4 separate regions of the Mus musculus genome follow, and all the other regions are linked to region 3. Evidence: chromatin contacts called from public HiChIP or PLAC-seq data. All regions are on one chromosome and are shown on one strand. The core of a region is the stretch at or near the end of the contact, and the rest is flanking DNA. Distances in the headings are between cores, read along the strand shown.

Region 1 (3,157 bases), core at 130-2,629, 450 kb after region 3:
GAGAGGGAAACCCCTCCCTCTGCAGAGACCAGGGCCAGCCCTTCAGAGCGAGGTGCTGTCTTCTCCCTGGAGTTGGGTACATTGTGAGCCTCGCTGCAGTTCTGCCCTTAGATGGAACTTTTGTGTGAGGAAACTCACAGACTCCTGCAGGTTTCTTCACTGCAGAAACTGGGTGTGTAACCCACCGCCAACCAAGCTATAGGGCGGTGGCCATTGGGCTCCCAGGTTCTCTGGGGGAAGAGGGTGAATTATAGCTACTCTGTAATTAGGCTTTCTCAAACACTGACCTGGGAGGCTCTTCGCCAGCCTAAATGCAGTAAGCCACTTTCTAAACACTTCCGCTGCGCCTGTGATCTGATGGGGACCCTGATACTGCTTAAAGCACTGGCCCCGCTCCTTAGGCCTGTGGCCACACAAGTTTGGGAAGCTGCTAGTACTTTATGGTGCCACGGCTTTACTGCTGCACTTTGGATTTCACCTTGTGTGGGTCTTGACACATCTTCCTCCTCCTCCTCCTCCTCCTCCCTACCTTAATCCTGAACCTGGGTTCCCCGCCCCAAAGGCTGTTAACACAGACTGTAACATAATCACGGCTGCTTCTCACTATTTCTTTTACCAGTCACCATCTTCAGATGTTAATCCCAGTGCCCAGTGATCTTCCCGACAGACGCTCCATTCTTGTTTGGAAATTACGTTGAAGGGCGTGAACTACAAGAGGAATGGACTTTGGACATTGTGAGAGTAGTGGATAGAATGGAGGGTTGTCGTGTTAAGTCAAACAAGCCAGACTCAGGACAACTTGTACTGCATGTTCCCTGCCATATAAGGAATCTCAAGTGAAAAGCAAAACTCAACAGTGGGATGTGGTAGTGTACATCTTTAAGCCCAGCCACTGGGGAAGCTGAGGCAGGTGGATCTTGTGCATTGTAGGTCAGTTTGGTCTCCAGAGCCAAGTTCCAGGTCAGCTAGGAGTCCACAGGGAAACCCTGTCTGGGCTATCCAAAACAAGCAAGCAAACCAAGATCCAATGCACACATTTACACAGGAGACACAGAACGAGAAAGGGAGCGTTTGGGAAGGGGATGTGGAAGGGGGAGGGGTGGGTGGTGAGCACTGGCCACATACTCATTACTTGTGTGGAGATGGCATGATGAAGCCTGACATTTGGATAATGAAACATGGTAATAGTAAAAAGAAAATGGCACTTGGCCCTCATGTGGTCTGCAGATAGTATTCTTTTCCAAGCTGACCCGCTCACAGACCTGGCCCACACCATCCTGGTTCGAGGATCAGCTTTGAGGCCTCTGCTGTTCCAGGCTCCCTGAGGGGCATTGCAGTCATTAACTTGGACATCGCAGTGGTTAGAATCTTGACTGCTGAGTCACTGGGCTTCTCTTTGTTGAGTTGTTAAATCTCTTGTAAACCATCCTGTGTGGGCCTGCTGGGACAGCATTCCCAGTTTGTTAACCTGAGTGATCAATATTTTGGAAATGGCACCGCCTACGCCCTTGGCTTCTTGTCTGATGAAAGGTACCTCTGGCTTAAAGTTAGACCACATAGGAAAGAGTAGAATGATGTAGTTTGAGTTCCATAATTGCCCTCTGCCTGGCTGTAGAGTGAGCAAAAAGGATTGTTCTCAAAGACAAGTGTAATGTCCGCCCTCTGTGGGCCTTCTGCAGCCTGCATTGCTAAAGCCTTAGGGCTTACCAATTCCCCTTGAAAATAGACCTTCTCCTACCCTGTGCAAGACACCTTCATTCTTGCTCTGGTTGGATCTACAGGTTTATAGCATGCTGCAGCTCCTACACCAGCTTGCACAGTACACCTCGCTGCTGTGCCAAGTGGAAGGCCAAGGGCCGTGCTCCTTAGTCATAACCACCCCAGTGTCGCCAAATGCAGGTAGCCAATCCACAGCAGTGCCTGCGGAAGGAAGTAATAAATGTCTCTCACTGGACAGCAGAGAGAAGGGACCTTTTGAAAGTGTCTGAGTAGAGAACCCCACGTCCGTGGGATACACCCTGAGGTTCGTGTGTCACCGAAATACCACATACTGCTCCTCTCACGAAGGCTCTCTGCAGCGTGTCTGTCCCTGGAAAATGCTTGTAGCAGGTTGTCTTTGTGGCCCTGTAGAAGTTGAGGTGCATGCTTGCAAATCACCCTTAAAGAGGTCTTGCTGTATTTTGTCCACGGTGAGTCTCCAGTGAGTTTTTAAGTGACCATCGGAGTTTGATAGCCACTCTTACACACCCAGCTGCCAGTTCACAACCAGGGAAGACCTACAGAAACCTGTGCTCACCAGCGACAGCACAGGTCCCGCGTGGAGGCCCTTGAATGGAGAAGTAATCAGAATATATTTGCAGGTGCTCATTCAAGTGTGCGGAGATGGGAGGCACAAGGCAAAGGTATCTTTTTTTGACACATCCGTGTATGCCTCTCACTTGTGAGCTGGACCTCTTAGCTGCATCCCTCTACTAAAATGCCAAAGGAAAGTTCCGTATTGCTCGTTCGATCATCTCATGTACTACCTGATTTAACCCTTACAAAGCTCGGCTCTTCTGGGTACGGCTTCCAGATGTGTGAGCACAGCTACTGCAGTGACACGTGTGGCCTGGCCCAGACACACCGGTTAGGCCTGCCGAGTCCTGGTGGCCCTAACGTTTTGAAGCTGTGTTCCTCAAGGGGTGCTGGTTCAGGATGTGATAGTTCTTGTGAAATCTCCAAGCCCCGAGGGAAGTTATCTTAATCCAGTTTGCTCAACACAAGAACAGACTGGCTTCTCACGTCACTGGGAGCAATACGCATCTACTGCAGGGCCTTTCCACACAGAGCCCTGCTGTGGGTTACTGACTCAGACCAGGCCCCGATTTCCCTATCAGATTTGACAGAAGTGCACAGGAAGGGCAGTGCGTTGAAGAGCAGCATGAAGCATGCAGGCTGGGTTGTGAAGCAGGCCCACATTTTCATGGCTGGTGAGCTGAGAGCTGCTTAGGGGTCTATCCTTGGAAGATAACTGTTTCTACTCATAGGGTGAAGAGTCTGCCAGCCCAGCGTGTGATCTGTGTATTGTAAGGTTTCTTATTTTTGTCCTTTCAGGAGTTGTAATACTGCAGAGTTGTTGCTAGTTAAAAAATAACAGTAACCCAGCCTACAGAAACAA
Region 2 (3,002 bases), core at 130-2,629, 430 kb after region 3:
CCGTCAGGAGCTCCTATACCCTTCTTCCTGGCATAAACTAATAGGTTTGGCAAAACACCAAACACCATACTTCAATGGCAGCTTCAAAGGACACCTTAGTGTTGGATGACGTGTGCGCTGCTGTTAACGTGACTGTCCCATAAACGGCTCTGAAAATGGTTCCTTCTACGAACCTAGGGAGTGGCAGTAGACTCTGTTTAATGCCATCTGGGAGGAAAGAGGATTTCATGTTTGAAATTTGGGAATAAACAAAACCAACTTTCTCTCTCCTGCAAGGGTTAATGCTCCAGTCAGCTTCAGATGGGTTCTCTTGAGTCTTACAATTGCTTTTCTGGTCACGCACTCAGAAGGTCTAAGCATTTGTGGATCTCACCCTCCACCCCCACCCCAAATGCTATTCTCTTTGGCAGTCTTAATTACACAGGGGTTGGGAAACCAAATTAAAACTAGGCGTGGCTGGGTAAACAGCGATCACATTGCAGGCTTTTAGCTTTGCTCTTGGGGCTGTCTCTCCTTCCCGTAGCTCTGCTTTGCACTTCGTATTTTCCTGAAGGAAATAGCATGGGGTCTTTTGGAAATAGTCACAGGAAGTGGGACTCGGTGGCTGGTTACTCACCAGCCGCGGAGTCAGTCCTGACAGGTGGCAAATGCTGCTGCCTCCCTCCTGATTTATGTGAAAATAGCCCCGAGAGGCAGCCATGAGGGTGGGTGCACAGCCCAAAGGGCTTTTTGTCCACCGTGGCTTTCACGAGGAGACTGGTCATGGCGTGTCATCTGGATTGGGGGGGGGGGTGTGACTCAGAGCTGAGCTGGGGTCGCTCCACACACGTGGTAGCCACCGTGGGGTTTCTGCTCAGTTCTCAGAGTGCAGGCGGTCTCCTAAAAATGATCTCTCCCTCCCACCCCCAACAGCCGTCCTTTCTCAGTGAGTCACTTCCAGAAATGAATAGCCGCAGATTTTGGAATGAGCATTGTGAAATCTCTCGTTTATAATGGCAGGTTTTCAGTTGGTGGCTTGATCAGACATTTTCTCAAGATGAAAATGAGACCTTGTCTTTAAAAAGAAAAGAAAGTAAGTAAGCCCTGTGGATTCAGAAAGCAAAAGTCTCCCACTGAAGAGCTGTCACAGCTGACCTAGCCCTGTGTGTCGAGCTGTGTGTCCTTAGATCTGCCTGTTTGGATGAGTTCTTGGAATTACGGACCTCTCAGCAGTAGTAGCTGGTGGTTTCCAATGCAGAAGGTTACTATTTGAATCAGCTCTCCTCTGGGTGAGTAGGTGGTAGTTTCCCAAGGTGTTCAGCAACTTGAGCCGTGGATTTAAAAGACTGCTGGCAGCTCTTACACACTTCTGCTTCCTGAAGCCCAGTGGATGGTTCTGCCGAGCAGCAGGAGGACCCTGGGGTGTGTTTGAACAGTGTGGATGATTGAATTACCACTCTGTCTTCTGAATATGGAGATCTTTTGAGGAGGAGAAGGTATTTTTGCAGAAGGAAGTGGTTTTATTTGTTTTAGGGGGAGCTTTCAGAGGGGTAACTATTGGGTTTCTGTTTTAAGCACTAAGACCCTTCTTTGGTGTGAAGGAGATAAATGACTTAGGGTCTTAACAGAGAAGTTTTTCTGTAACTCTGAGGAAGCTGTATGGCACTACTAGCAGTAGCCTCTGTCCAAGGAGGATGCTAACCCCAGCAGAGACTGACTATCTGACAGTACCCACTCTGGGTCTGCCAGGCCCCATGGGCTCCTGGGTTAGTGGGAGCACTTTGTGCAGGGCAGAGAGAATGAGCCCAGTTACTGGAAGCGGGGAGTGTAGCTGCAGGGATTGTTCTCTCAAGTGGATCAGTTGTTTGACCTACTGACTCATTTCGTAGGAATTGGGAAAACAACCTAATGTGGTTTTATTGTCGCTGTTCAGGACTGCAGGGTCTCAGCCTGGGATTGTGATGGGCTGGAGGAAGGTGCTGCTAGCATTCATGCTTTCTGCTGGCCCGCTCTTGGCTCTCCTGTGGAATTCAGTCCTCTGCTTCCAGGACAAGCCCAGCCTGCACTTGGGGATCCTTGGGTGACCGTTCAACCGTGAGTATTTTTTTTGAAGCTCACTGATTCTTGCTTAAAAACTTATAAATGGCATTTCATCAAAGGAAGAGCTTCAAAGAACTATCTTTGCTGGTTGTCGTGTGTGTAACACATTTCACATTTACTATGAAGAGGACTCTGTGTGTGATCCTGACTACAGAAGCACACATGACCTACAGATAACCATGGGAGCTAAGAATTAAGATTTTTTTGTTTGTTTTTATAGCATATACATAAAAATGAAGTTGTAGTTTTATTATTTAAAGCGAAACGTGAGGTAGATCCGTAAGATGCACATTTGAGGAAGTGACATGTCTGTGTGCAGAGACTTGTGATTCCTGGTGCTTTTCTTTCTCACCAGTGCTAGTAAATAAACCTCAGAAGAGAACAAAGAAAGTGCTTTGGTCCCGTGTAAGAGCAGACTTAGAGAAGATAGCCCTGAAGATGTGTATGCTACTCTCTGGGTTAGCTGTGCTGACTGCCTCCTCCTGATCCCATGTCCAGATCATATCCTTAATTAGTGTAAGGGATGCTTGTTAGGTGACGGCTGTGGGCGTTCTTACTCTCCCACCAAGGGGCTGAGTAGAGGGTACAGTCTATTGGGTCATGTCTGTTTAGTATACTGTTATGTCCTAACGCTGCAGAGTTAGAGTTATCAATCTGTTCTAGATTCTAGCCCTCCCTCCCCACCCCCCACCCCAAGATGCTGATAGAAGCCACGAATCCTTTAACCACGTCATTACACTTTTGCTTGCACATGGAGGCATCCACAGAAATGGAGACCCCTCTCCAGATGCAGCAGGTATAGGAGGCTGGGTTGCACTCTCAGGGGGTTGGGGGGGGGGGGGCTTACCCTTCTGGGCAGTTAGACTTCCCAAAGAACTGCTGTTAAAAGCAGGAAACAGCCAGGCCAGAAGTCACTCCATGTG
Region 3 (2,998 bases), core at 391-2,890:
TAATTTTGAAAACTCCTTGAGGAATGTCCAGCAGAATGAGGCTCAAAGGGACTGCATAGATGAAGGCAGAGGGGGAGAAGCCCTGTGTAGAACAGCCTGTGTCACCGTCAGGTGTCTGATGCTTCCCTCGGTCTGCCGCAAACCCACCACTGGCCAGGATCACTGTTTTGTGGGGGCCTTTCTGTTTGTGAATGTCAACCAGCTTGCCCAGGAGATTGGGGGAGTGTATGTTGTAGTGGACAGGGGTCTAAAGTACACTGGAATTTATTGAGAGATTATAGTTAACTATTGCATTTTCTTATAAAGTCTATTTTGGAAAATTGTACACTGTCAATAAAAATGCTTTTGTGTAAGCTGGTTCAGGCCCTAGTGTTTTGCTTTGGCTTAAAATTCTCCACCTGAGCAGGGACATTAGCTCCTTCTCCTGTATAATTGGGCAGCATCCCCTGCTCTCATCAGCACCTGCAGCATTCCGCCAGTAGAGGGGGAAAGAGGAGATGCTGGAAGGAGTGGAGGACCGCAGGGCCAGCGCCTGAGAGGACCATGTTCCTTGCTGTGCAATGTTTACAAATTTGTCACCATCTAACACCCTTCTTACTTCTGCCTGGAGTGTAAAGATATGTGACCATCACCAATGAAAGATACCATGCCAGTTGGGTGTGAAAACACCACCAAGAGATAAAACCAAGCGCTAGAATCCAGCTCGGGTCTGCACAGAGAGGTGGTGCTTCCCCTCTCACCCAGTGAAGGATGGAGCTGATGGGCGTGAATGTGACACATCTCTCGGCCACATTACCAACAGCTACATTTTCTCAGGGCAAGAGAACCCTACGTACCAGCTTGAAGTAGGGAAAGGGAAAGGTCTGCCCTGCAGAGCTGGCCCATCTCTGCCTCCACCTCAGCAGTCATATGACATCTTCACCTCATTTATAGGAAACTCACCGTACTACGTGATAGACTGCAGACTTCCTCTCTTTGGCTCAGGCCCTGACTCCATCTTTTCTCTCTTCAGTGCCAGATTCTTTTCTCCATACCACCATCATGCCTGAATTCTAAAAACAAACTTCATTTCTGGATTACATCCACAGTTACCAGGATGTTTTGTTTTGTTTTGTTTTTTGGTTTTTTTTTTCCCCTTAATCTTTTGTGCACTAGTAGGCAAGTGACACCCAGAGGGGTAGGCCAGAGTTAGGGCCAGGGTATTTTGAGGTTAACCTCATGAGTATGCCAAAGACACAGAAAAGATCTAAATGCCAGGAACTCCCAAAGGACCATGGCCCTGCTCAGGCACTGTTCTAACAGTGACTCACAGTTTATCACAGCCCACAAGTTAGCTCTAAGGCTCCATTCTCTTCCGGAGTAGTCGCTGACCTGGCTCCTTGCCCTAACAATCTAGAGGTCCTCTTAGTTGATTTTTTTCAACCTATAAGCTCCCTCCCAAACCACCTCTCTTCTGAACCCAAAAGGAAAAAAGAAAGATAGGACAGGCAAACACTCAGGGGCATTTCTCAAACACTTCCTTTTAATGAAACCGACAGGAGTCTCTCAGACGATCTACTGCTAATATTTACTTGTACAGTTGAGACTGGTCAACATGTCCCAGTTTGTACAGTCTGTACACCGCTAAGCCTCCTCCTCTCTTGGATTCTGCCAATCATCAAGGCTTTCCAGCATAGTGGACAGATCCTGGCTCTTGTCTTCGCTGTTACTGACTGCCCTGCTTTTCCTGGCTGAGGGCACAGGACAGTTTCTGTGGCTATCCAAGGCACTGTGGAAAGGGCATCATGCTCAGCTGCCTCCCATCTCTTCTCTTCTGAAACAAAAACCGTGAAGGAGGGGACGCCTAATGAAGCGAGAGGAAAGAGCAGACAGCACACGCTGCAGCAGAGCCACCCTTTTCCAACTGAACCTTCCGAAGTTTGCTGTTTGTGGACATGACCAGTACTCCACTCCCCCACCCCACCCTCTGCCATGGCCTCTGGCTGTCAGTCCAGAGAGTACCCACAAAGCTGCCACTTGTGATCTGTAGGCCTGACCTCACTGGACAGGAGCAGCTGCCATCTTAAATGTGACAGGAGATGTGACAAATGTGTCAGCATGATCCCCATCTTGATCCCTTTAATTCTCAGGGGCATTAACCAAGGAAAGGGCAATTTCTTACCTTATCAGTGTACCTCATGTTTTCCTGTTTTGAGAACACAAAGAAATATTACTTCTGAGCCCTACTAAAGTATACCCTAGCAATGAAAGCACTGCAGGGAGAGGTTGATTTTAAGCCCTAAGCTGAGTACATACACCGCAGGCACATGAAGCCTGGCACATTTGAACTTTATCAGATGACAGGTGGAGAGACCTTGTTTTACAGCCCACCCCAACTTCTTAACCCTAACATCCCGCTTGGTAGAGTTCTGGACGTACTTTTTAGGTCTGGCCCTTAGCGCTTCTTTCTCCTCCACAGCCGAGACAGAAGCCTGGCCTGCTCTGACCCTGGAGGGCAGCAGCGCCTTCCTTTACTACTTTTCCTACGGCTCATTTTGTTTCAACCAAGTTGTCCTTGTCCTTTTAAACCAGTGTGACCAAAACCCAGGAAACAAGTTCAAATACACAAAAAGATTTTTTTGTTGATTGCAGACAGATTAATCCTCCCCCCCCCCCCCACCATGAAACGATTTACCAGGGTTTCTCAAAACTGGAAACTTCCCCAGAAAGTCTGCAGTACTCTGAGCAGTCTCAGGGGGAGCACCAAGGCCTGTGCGGCCCATCACCATCACCTCTGAAAGCTTGACTCACACACGGTAGGGTATATCATGTAGCTCAGGCTAGCCTCAACATCTCCATGTAGTTAGGCATGACCTTGAGTTACCCTACTCCCCTTCTATACACTGGGATTAGAGCCATGTGCACCCCACCCTGCAGTTTGTGAGTGGGGAACAAACCTAAAACCTCCTGCATGTTAGGCAAACATTCTACTGACCCCCCCCCCGCCCCCATAATGTAA
Region 4 (3,094 bases), core at 213-2,712, 360 kb after region 3:
GCATTCCCTTCTAAATGCAACCTGTAAACCTGGGCTTCCTATGGCTTCCTATGGCTGTCACATGATCCTTCCAGAACCCTCCCAGTGCACAGTGGCCTGGGGCCAGCACACCTTTGCGTCTCAGAGTACTTACTGTACAGCAAGCAGTTAGAGCTATGCAGAACTGCTTTCTTCATATAACTTGTGTATTTGTGAGGAAAAATATTGTTAGCATTGAAATTTTTTTCCCAAGCAGCCATTCTTAGCACTTGCGGAAGACAGTGCAGGAGATGCTGATTGAAACCCATGGAAATAATTAGAGCAGAAAGACAAGGCTGACAAGAACTTATCCCAGGTCTGGGGCACCTTGCTTCAGCTTGCCTTTGAAGAAAATGAATGCGGTGTTAATTGCTGCTGGGTTGAATAGTGGTGACGGAGCCCATTTAGCACCGACCAACCGCCCGCCCGCCCACAGTGGAGAGCTCCCGAGAGGCAGGGAAATGGGAAGTGGAGACACCGATGCCCACCTCCACCCCTCCATAGCCCCATAGCTCAGATCACAGGAGACCACACCTGGGCTGGGGAGGGCAAGTGGGGGCGGGGGTGAAGTATCATTTTAAAAAAATGGCTTCCTGTAATTCTGCAGTATTAACTTTGCTGTTAAATTGAGTCAATAGGTGTGTACTCTGTTCAGGAAAGAGAACAGGGAAGACACTAGATATGAGGAAGGACACTGCGTACTGGCTAGCTTACTTAGAAAGGAAACTCTTGCTTGTCGTGGAACTTTAAGGGAGGCTTCCTCAGTGCCAGAGTAAATCTCACCACCACCGTGACTGCCACGGCAGCAGGGGTACCTAGCCACCAGGGTGTGGACCCTTCACATCCTGAAGGTGAGGCCACCGGATGGATGGAGAAGAATTGCTGCTACATTTTATCAGTGATCCCTCAGGCCAGTCCCTGGTGTCCCTAGTTCAGGACATCCGTGCCTTCCTCTCCTTCTTGTATTTTGTGTTATTCTATTTTGTATTTTGAGATAGGATCCCATCTTTTGTGTGTGGGAAGAGGGAAATAAATCATGTGACACCACCCCCCCCCCCTCCCAGCGGGGCCTTCAGGGACAAGTCTGCTTTGTGTTATCTTTTTGCCCGGTCTCCGTTCTGCCTCAAATGTGAGTGCCACTGTCTCAGGTTAGGTCACAGTGTTAGAACCACAGACGGGGGAACCTACTGGCTGTCCTGGGTTCCTGTAAACTAGGGGACAAAGCTGCCACAGCCAGACTTAGCTGCGATCATCGGCATCAGGTTCTTTTCCTGGGCAGGCTCTGCTTGACCTTGTTTAAAATGGCGCTCTCCTCCTCCTCCTCCTCGGATTAGGAGTCTGAAGTTGAAGAATGAGGAAACATGTTCAGTCCCTCCCAGGTGGAGCCAGCACGGCAGTCCATGGCAGTCCACGTGGCAGCCTCCCCGGCTTTATGTCCCTGAGCTCCGCCCTCACTTGTGTGTCGCTGTCTGACAACAGCCTTTTCGGCCCATGGTTTTGTATCTTTCACATTTGGCAGAGTCCCAGTTTTGTGGATTTTTTTTTCTCTTAAAGACATTGGGTTTTTCAGAGAAATTTCATCTGTGGCTTTTGAAAGTGACAAACAAGTTAACTGTATTTTAGTCAATAATTTTTATCAGAAAATCTTGCTCTTAATTTCAAAGAACCCGGCACCATGCATTTCCAGAACTTACTTTAGTTTAATAATGAAGACATTTCTGTGGAAAGAGCAGTTTAAAGTGAGAGGCTTTCTGAATTCTTTTGTTCTGTCTGTATTAGAAGAGATTTTCAAGAAATTGTGAGCTTTTTTTTTTTTTTTTTCCTTTTGGTTCTCTGTTCATAGCAAGGACTCCAGAACATAGGGGCATGCCGTGAGGCTAGAAGTTCTGTTTAGGTTGTCCAGAATGTAGAGGGCTGGAAAAGAGGCCTGCCATGGCTGCCTGCCAGGGCGGGGCAGCTGGCAGCTGACAGTGGAGAGCAGGTGCCCTGTGGGTCTGGGCCGTGTAGACAAGTAGTTGGCAACAAAACCTGAAGTGAAGAGGGGGCTCGTGATCTGCTGCCAAGGTTCCTGGTGGTGCCCAAGTGACCCTTCCAAATCCATCCGTTTTTGTTCTCTCTTGAGTGGAGCTCATAATTGCTTCCTTAGCACAGCAATCTCCCAGTGCAGTCCCCGGGCCAGGGCCACCAGAATACAAAGGAGACGAAACCATGGCCAGTGAGTTGGGAACTTTTGTTTTCTGTTCAGTATTTTAAAATCAACCCCACGTCCCCTCTGTGTGTGTGTGTGTGTGTGTGTGTGTGTGTGTGCGCGCGCGCGCATGCATGCATGCATGCATGCATGCATGCATGCTTGCACAAGTGTTAGTGGGGTCAGGGAATGACTTTATGTGGTGACTTCTTTCCTTCCACCTTCATGTGGGTTTCAAGGATGTACCTTAGGGCAGCATGGTGCATGGTAGTCAAGGGCCCTCACCACTGAGCTATCTTGCCAGCCTCCTTACTTAACCTGTATGTTCATTTGAAGTTCTGTGTCATACTACCTCCCCTGTAAGTTCCCAGTGCACACTTAGCACTTTGAAAGTCTGTGAAGTTGGGAAACTGATGGAATTTTGATCTGATTTTTGAAACACACTAAAACTAATAGCTGTTGAATCTGAAACAAGCAAAAACCCCCCTGGGGAATGACACAAACCTGTAACACCATCATCACAGGGACAGTGAGGCTGAGGCTATCACACTCAAGGCCAGAGTAGGCTGTGCGGAAAATGTTCTCTGAAAACAGTGGCAAAGCCCCTTAGCACCCTTTGTCTCTCTTCTTTTCTGTTGTGATCAAGCAACCTGAAAAACACACCCCAACCTACTTGTGCTTGGAGCTTGAGGAGAGGGACCCACCAGCTGTCGGAAGGGACTTGGCAGTGGGAACCTGAGGCTTCCTGCTAGTGCCTGGACGTCCCAGATGGCCCCAGACTTGCCCACACTGTTGGGACACATGAGTCTGTGGGAGACATTGGACATCTAAACCCTAATAGGAACTATTTAATGGGGTCTTCAGACAAGCAGTTAATAGTGGTTTCGA

What was found. HiChIP or PLAC-seq counts read pairs in DNA pulled down with a chosen protein or histone mark.
Region 1: a contact with region 3 is called in an HNF4G HiChIP or PLAC-seq map of pancreatic cancer cells. The contact joins two enhancer-like sites. A contact is called at or near these places in 2 of 39 promoter capture datasets (embryonic stem cells and stem cell-derived epiblast-like cells), 1 of 15 datasets of contacts at CTCF or cohesin (embryonic stem cells), 17 of 484 Hi-C or Micro-C datasets (the G1E-ER4 cell line, the HL-1 cell line, the N1E-115 cell line and 4 more) and 2 of 115 datasets of contacts at active chromatin or transcription factors (the NIH/3T3 cell line and pancreatic cancer cells).
Region 2: a contact with region 3 is called in a FOXA1 HiChIP or PLAC-seq map of pancreatic cancer cells. The contact joins two enhancer-like sites. A contact is called at or near these places in 1 of 15 datasets of contacts at CTCF or cohesin (embryonic stem cells), 16 of 484 Hi-C or Micro-C datasets (the G1E-ER4 cell line, the HL-1 cell line, the N1E-115 cell line and 3 more) and 3 of 115 datasets of contacts at active chromatin or transcription factors (extraembryonic endoderm stem cells, heart atrium and pancreatic cancer cells).
Region 4: an HNF4G HiChIP or PLAC-seq map of pancreatic cancer cells shows a contact between it and region 3. The contact joins two enhancer-like sites. A contact is called at or near these places in 2 of 115 datasets of contacts at active chromatin or transcription factors (fibro-adipogenic progenitors and pancreatic cancer cells).

What each region holds. Positions count from the first base shown.
Region 1 is chr6:31,065,248-31,068,404 of GRCm38.p6, reverse strand. No RefSeq gene overlaps it. Among named protein-coding and RNA genes, the nearest start is that of Mir29b-1, 3.7 kb to the right of the region's middle. Within about 2 kb of position 1,379, at least 33 of the 459 cell types and tissues checked have an H3K27ac peak or open chromatin away from gene starts, as enhancers often do. A contact at or near this core is called in the N1E-115 cell line and pancreatic cancer cells, where this site is marked.
Region 2 is chr6:31,086,563-31,089,564 of GRCm38.p6, reverse strand. No RefSeq gene overlaps it. Among named protein-coding and RNA genes, the nearest start is that of Mir29b-1, 25 kb to the right of the region's middle. Within about 2 kb of position 1,379, at least 182 of the 459 cell types and tissues checked have an H3K27ac peak or open chromatin away from gene starts, as enhancers often do. A contact at or near this core is called in the G1E-ER4 cell line, the HL-1 cell line, the N1E-115 cell line and 1 more, where this site is marked.
Region 3 is chr6:31,516,848-31,519,845 of GRCm38.p6, reverse strand. Podxl (podocalyxin-like) reads left to right here. Exons shown (of 8, transcript NM_013723.3): 8 at 1-353. Among named protein-coding and RNA genes, the nearest start is that of Podxl, 46 kb to the left of the region's middle. Within about 2 kb of position 1,640, at least 124 of the 459 cell types and tissues checked have an H3K27ac peak or open chromatin away from gene starts, as enhancers often do. A contact at or near this core is called in the G1E-ER4 cell line, the HL-1 cell line, the N1E-115 cell line and 1 more, where this site is marked.
Region 4 is chr6:31,157,824-31,160,917 of GRCm38.p6, reverse strand. All of the region lies in intron 2 of Lncpint (long non-protein coding RNA, Trp53 induced transcript), which reads left to right. Among named protein-coding and RNA genes, the nearest start is that of Lncpint, 59 kb to the left of the region's middle. Within about 2 kb of position 1,462, at least 76 of the 459 cell types and tissues checked have an H3K27ac peak or open chromatin away from gene starts, as enhancers often do. A contact at or near this core is called in pancreatic cancer cells, where this site is marked.